Linked DNA regions of Mus musculus: region 1 is linked to region 2. The links are chromatin contacts, called in public HiChIP or PLAC-seq maps. All regions are on one chromosome and are shown on one strand. Each heading gives the region's core, a stretch centred on a gene start, on an enhancer-like site or on the middle of the called end of the contact. The rest is flanking DNA. Distances are from core to core; before and after follow the strand shown. Region 1 holds the start of Drd2 (dopamine receptor D2). Region 2 holds the start of Tmprss5 (transmembrane protease, serine 5 (spinesin)).

The links. HiChIP or PLAC-seq counts read pairs in DNA pulled down with a chosen protein or histone mark.
Region 1: an H3K4me3 HiChIP or PLAC-seq map of forebrain shows a contact between it and region 2, with 4 times the contacts expected there. The contact joins the promoter of Drd2 here to the promoter of Tmprss5 in region 2. A contact is called at or near these places in 1 of 39 promoter capture datasets (stem cell-derived epiblast-like cells), 1 of 484 Hi-C or Micro-C datasets (cerebellar granule neurons) and 2 of 115 datasets of contacts at active chromatin or transcription factors (embryonic basal ganglia and forebrain).

What each region holds. Positions count from the first base shown.
Region 1 is chr9:49,338,841-49,342,076 of GRCm38.p6, reverse strand. Drd2 (dopamine receptor D2) reads right to left here and starts at 1,674. Exons shown (of 8, transcript NM_010077.3): 1 at 1,353-1,674.
Region 2 is chr9:49,100,827-49,104,216 of GRCm38.p6, reverse strand. It overlaps Tmprss5 (transmembrane protease, serine 5 (spinesin)), which reads right to left and starts at 1,489. Exons shown (of 13, transcript NM_001359460.1): 1 at 1,394-1,489. The coding sequence starts at 1,396.

The sequences.
Region 1 (3,236 bases), core at 425-2,924, 240 kb before region 2:
TCAAATCTCTTCCCTCTTCCACATTTGACTTCAAAAATGTTATCAAAGCCCCAATAAAACAGATTTTTAGTGCATTTGCAAACATGAAACCACAAAGTCCAAGCCAGGGGGCAGGGACCCAGTAAATCAGCCTCCTGGTTCTCTTTAAATCAGTTGCACTCGTGTAGGCTGCTTTCTGCCCACCCTCATCAAACAACAGCACACAGGAAAGATGAAAAGAATGCTTTCTCAAGTAGCTCTAATGCGGCCGGGTGGGTCAGGCATAAACACAGTATTTGCATCTGAAGCAGGGTTTGGGGTAACGCTGAACATCTAGTTCCCAAAGAGAGAATCAAGATTGTCCTCAAAGGTTTGCAGCCTAGTCAGAATCCATAAATTGTTGAGTGTGCAAAGGGACCTAGAGAGGGAGTGCACACACTGGATTGCACCTCATCCAACCTCAGGAGCCCCAGAAAAGAACCCAGTGAGGTACCCAGTGAGGAAAAAGATGACTCGCTGAAGCAGTTTCCCTGTGGCTGAGAACAAGGGCCTATCCCCAGGGAGCTGCAATGCTGTTCCTTGTGTCCATGGCAAAGCCTGTTGTGTAGGTGGCAACCGGCTCTCTTAACTCTGCTCCTCAAGAGAGACCTCACAGGCTGCCCGCCGCAAAAAAAGGAAAAAGGGAAGTGCTCTGTTTGACGCTTAGAGAAGCTTCTTCGCATATGGACTTAGTGAGGCTCTTGATCCATTCCAGAGATGGACAGTCCCCTTCTATCACTGTCTCCCGCCCCCACTGTCACCTACACTCCCTGGGGAAAATGGGTCTAAAATACCCGGCTTTCTTTCGGACTGGGTGACAGAGCAGCGGACAGAGAACGGGATTCAGCACCAAGGACAGCAGAAAGCCTAAGGATGGAAGACCGCTCCCGGAAGCAGCTTCACCATCAACCTTGGCTTTAGCCCTTTCAAAAGTCTCCGGTTGCACCAATAACAGAAAAGTCAAAAACAACCCTTCTTCCTTTTGGGTGGTGGGAAACTCTAGTGCGCGCCTGGGGTCCTAGTCTTGAATACCAGGAGGACAATGCCCTACCCTCTGAAGCCACAGCTACACCGACTGTTAGCCAGGATCAGGACTCCCGCCCAGACAGGAAAGCGCGAAGAACGCTAAGAAAGAAGGACTGGGGATGGCCATCCTTCAGGTTTCCGACGCCCGGAACGCAATCTCCCCGACGGAGACTCAGTGGAAAGGGTGCTCCCGGACAGGCGGCGCTAGAGTGGCTGGACAAACTTCTGTTCCCGGCCGGTCATCTCTAGACGCTTCGACCGGTGCAGAGGCCACAGACTGCTTTTGGCTCCAGCCAACCAGTTCTTACCTTCAAGCCATAGGGCGCCCGGGGCCAGAGAAGGCGCCGGCTGCTCGAGGCTTCCAGCTCCCGCCGCATCCACGCACGGCCGCCCCTCCGGCAGCCGTCCGGGGCCGCCGGTCCCCTCTGCGGGTCCCTCGGCTCCCGGCCCCGCCGCGCCGTTCAGATCCCCGGCGGGCAGCCGCTCGGCCGGCTCGGGCCCGCGGGGAGCAGTGGACGGGCCGCGGCGGGGCAGGGCGAGGCGGGGCGGGAGGGCGGGAGCGCAGCGCGGGGACCAGGCGGGGAGGCGGGCAGTCGGCGCTGCGCGCGAGAGGCGACCAGCTCCGGCACTGAGGCTGGACAGCTCCGTGGAGTCAGAGCGCCGCGCGCGCAGGAGGGAGGGGGCGGGGTCACCCTGGCCACGAGGCGCCCGGGAACCCCGCCCCTGGGACAGGCCCCACCCACCCAGGGCCCCAGTGCTATCTCTGCACTGCGGGGCCTGGGGAAGGAACCCAGGAGAGCTGAGACACAGCATCCGTTTCTGGCTTTGAGTAGAGGATAACCTGTGCTCTGGACTGCTCGCCGGTGTCCCCCCTACACTCATTAAGTAACACCCTGTCCATCAAACCTATTCTGGTCTAGCATTCACAACATTAGCCTGTCGATCCCCTCCTTTGAGGAATCAGGGCCAAGGGCTAGCTGAAGCACTACCAGTGGTACATCAAGTCTTTAAAGAAGAAATAGATTCCGGAAAGACATCCAGGGTCCGTGTACAGACGTCTGAAAATCACAGCGGTTAGTTTCGCTGTTGAACTTTCCCAAAGGAAGACCTGGGCAGAGCAGATCTAAGATGGAAATGATAAAGTGGAAATGATAAAGAGTGCCCTGGGAGTTCCAGCTCACCCTGCCCTCTGCACTGAGGAGCAGGAGAAGGGAGAGGAAGAGAAATGTGATCTTCTTCGGCCCTAGCCAGGGAACCTACTCCCCTTTCCATCCTCTTTCTCTCCGATCCAGCTGGTGCTTTCTGTCCCTCTGCCCTGCCTCCGCCAGCTTCTATATGAGATTCAGGAGTAACAGAGGAATAAAAACAGGGTCCCGTTCGCGTGGGGCCACTCCAGAGTAGAGACTTCCAAACACTTGTAGCTTAAGCAGGTGCTGTGGAGTACCAACAGGGAGACCTCACAGGAGCTGGGCATTGAAGGGCCAACGCAAGTCCCCAAGGAGAAGGCACCACAGAATTCCTCGGACAGCAGCACAGAGGACGTTCTGCATACAGCAAGCGGCCATGCCACTTAGCCACAAAGAAGAAACTCCTTCCATTGATCCACACAATTCTGGAAAATTAGGATTGGAAGCAGAGACCTTAATATTCAATTAATCACTGTTTGATGTAAAGGTGGAAACTGGGGCCCAAAGAGGTGTGCCCTTCCAAGCCCCACGAGGACTGAGCAGTGGAACAGCCCTGATACATGGCACGTTTTCCTTAGATATGGCCATCTGTGGAGGCATTTAAAGGAGTGGAAACTTCCTGAACATGATGTAGCCTCCTCTGTCCCTCTTCATTAGTCTTTGGATATGGTCTATTCGTGGGTCTCCTTTAGGCATGGTAGGGAAGTATTAGAACTACCAGAAACATTAGAACTTTTCACATTTGCTTTTAAGGCATTCAAACATTAAGATAGGGTTGAATCTCCACTGTTTTCCTATGTACCCTGGATATGTTCATCCCAAGAAAAAAACCCACTTAGATAGGATTTGTGTCCTGTTCAACCCACCACCTCTATGCATTCTCACATGATCTGGTGTCCTGCCTCTATCACTTGCCAGTTGTAGATGTTACTTTAATTGTTTAATCTCTCTGGGTCTCCGTGTTCATATCTTTACATTGGTCCAAGCAATGCTTATTTCTCTGGG
Region 2 (3,390 bases), core at 240-2,739:
GTGACTTACAGGAAGGCTATGGCTACACAAAGAAACCCTGTCTCGAAAAGCCAAAAACCAAAAAAATGAAAAAAAAAATGAAGAAACAAACAAACAAACAAAAACTTAAAAATAATTTGGGGTTGGAGAGATGCCTCAGAGGTTAAGTGTAACTGGCTGCTCATTCAAAGGTCCTGAGTTCAATTTCCAGCAACCACATGGTGGCTCACAACCATCTGTAATGGGGTCTGATGCCCTCTTTTGTCATGTAGGCATGCATGCAAATAGAGCACTCATACACACAAATAAATAAATCTTTAAAAAAGAAGGAAAGAAAGGAAGGGAGGGAGGGAAAAAGAAAAGGAGAGGGAAGGGAAGGGAAGGGAAGGGAAGGGAAGGGAAGGGAAGGGAAGGGAAGGAAAGGAAAGGAAAGGAAAGGAAAGGAAAGGAAAGGAAAGGAAAGGAAAGGAAAGGAAAGGAAAGGAAAGGAAAGGAAAGGAAAGGAAAGGAAAAGGTCCAGAAAACAGCTCCATAAAAAGATAGTTCCGTAAAGGGCTTCCATGAAATCATGAGAGCTTAAATTCTATCTGTAGAACCTATGTAAACCCAGGGCCTGGTAGCACTTGATATTAATTCTAGATCTCTGGGGCTTGATGGCCAGCTAGCCTAGCCAAACCAATAAGAAACCAATAAGAGATGCTGTCTCCAGAAAAAGAGAGAGAAAGAGAGAAAGAGAGAAAGAGAGAAAGAGAGAAAGAGAGAAAGAGGGAAAGAGAGAAAGAAAGAAAGAAAGAAAGAAAGAAAGAAAGAAAGAAAGAAAGAAAGAAAGAAAGAAAGAAAGAAAGGAAGGAAGGAAGGAAGGAAGGAAGGAAGGAAGGAAGGAAGGAAGGAAGGAAGGAACCAAGGAACCAAGGAACCAAGGAACCAAGGAACCAAGGAACCAAGGAACCAAAGAACCAAGGAAGGAAAGGAAGAGAAGAATCAAGATAGGTAGCACTTTCTACACACACACAGGCTTCCCTCTTGTCTTAATATCCAAGACATTAGACTTCAAGCCCAGCCTCTCACCTAATCACCTTGTCTCATGCACTGCCCCGCCTCAAAATACAACCTGCCCAAACTCATGCTATAGCCTGAAAACTCAGGCCTCCGATGGAAAGACATCTCTTTGCTATACTAAGTAGGAGTCCATTTTAATGCTTTGCTCAGTACAGCCATGTGTAAACTGCTTTATCAGCCCAGAGTAGCGATGGCAAGAGAAAGGCATCCTCTGGAGAAAACTTCATAGCTTCATAGCTCATGCTAGGATGCAATTCCTATCCCAGAGCTGCCAGAAGAGGCTCTTCTAACAACCTTGCATCCCACAGGGTAGAGGGTGAGCAGGACTGGAGGGATGGCAGGGGCGTCACCTTACCATATGAGTCAGCTGCACTGATATAAGGCAGTAAGTTCTGCTGGGCAGGGTGAGGCTCCTGTCCTCATGTCAGGATTGATTCAACAGCCCAGCCAGTGTGGTTGGAGGATGAAGTCTTCCTGGTTCACACATAGCCCCTCCCCTTGTCTCCCACCCCTACACACATAGACACGCACCAGAGAGACAATGAACTATGCTCAGGGCCCATGAATAGGCCCCCTTGTTGTAGAGGATCAGTGCAAGGGCTGGGCTGGGCCTGGCAGCCCCAGCCCCTGCTATCTGCTAACTGGAAGCTTGGAAACAGAAAATAGGGAGGTGGGGCAGGCTACTGTTGCTTAGCAACCAGGTCTCTTGTGCCAAAAAATGTGTCTCCTGTATATACTAGCACAGTTCCCCTTCTTGCTGACAGGGCTGCATTAAAGAGTGATAGATATTAGCATGTGTGGAAATGTCTCTGAGTTCTATGGAAGCTTCCCAGCAGTCTCAGGCTGTCACCATGTTAGAGCTGACAATGACCATGAGGTATCCATGGTGCACCTTTCTCCTGATTGCTAGGAAGTGAGGCCACCTCACCCAGTTCACCCCTGGGATCCAGTAGCCATTGGTGCGATCTTGTTTCAGTGTTCAAGATAATGCAGCCGATCCCGGGCTGGATCAGGACACACCTGGAGCCATGTCTCTTAAAAGGAGAAGCCAAGGGGCACCAGGGAAGCAGGCACTAGAGTGGGGTGCTCTCCTCCAGTCTGCCGTTCATGGATCCCTCTGATGCATCAATTCGATAGCACAGGCTTTAGAGTCAAATCTCTCCAGAATACAGTTCTCCCACTCAGCCTCCCTGTGAAAGGAGAGTCGTAATACTCACCTCACAGTGTTGAGGTTCAAACCAAATGAGATGCTGAATATAGAACTCTTTCTCTAGTATCACTCGCTTAGATTACTGATATTATGGTGGCCAGAGAACTGAAGGGAAGAGATGGTTCTTATGGTAGATGACCCAAGGTTAGGGACATCTACCCTAGAGCACCTTCCCCAGTCAACTAAAAGAAGGCCAAAAAGGAACGCTCAAGGAACAAATGAAGCTGGAGTTCAGAGAAAAGATAGCATAGTACATCTTACAAGGACTGCTGAAGCTGGTTGGTAGACTGGGAAAAGAAGAAATCACTGATATTCCTGAGCCTTTGCCGATGCATTGATTGACGCAATCATGAAGACAACATTCTCCCCAGGGTGATCTGAGCCTGTGTTCCATTTCCTTGAGCCAGCCAAGGCAGTAGAACTTAGCTGTGTTTATTACTCTTGCTTTTAACTTTACAGCAAGCTAAAGGCTATTTTGAGTGGCTCAAAACTTAGAATGAATATTCGAGAAAGAAGCTAGCTAACTGTATTCTTTTTAAGGTTTATGCCCACATACGTGTCTGTATAAGTAAATGCTATGTGTATGCAGGTGCTACACAGGCCAGAAGAGGGTGTCTGGTCCTTTGGAGCTGGAGTTACACGTGGTTGTGAGCCCCACAGTGTGGGGTGCTGGGAACTGAACTGAGGTCCTCTGCAAGCACAGGAAGCACTCTGAACTGCCAGCCCTACCTGTATTTTGCCTGTGTTTTCTTCTTAGGCTTTGCTAACGTGGGCACATAAAGGCGCCACTAATCGTATTAACTATCATCAGCTTCTCCTCTAGCTGCCCGGGTCCCAGCTGCTCTTCTGGTTCTCTTTTTTCCTGGCTTTTTTTTTTTTTTTTTTTTTTTGAGAAATGTAGTTTTAAATGACTTGTCGCTATTTACATAAAACCAGGCCAGTCCTGAGCACATAGCACTCCACTGCCTCTGCCTCCTGCCTCCTGCCTCCTGCCTCCTGCCTCCTGCCTCTGCCTCTGCCTCTGCCTCTCTGCCTCTGCCTCTGCCTCTGCCTCTGCCTCTGCCTCTGCCTCTGCCTCTGCCTCTGCCTCTGCCTCTGCCTCTGCCTCTGCCTCTGCCTCTGCCTCTGCCTCTGCCTCTGCC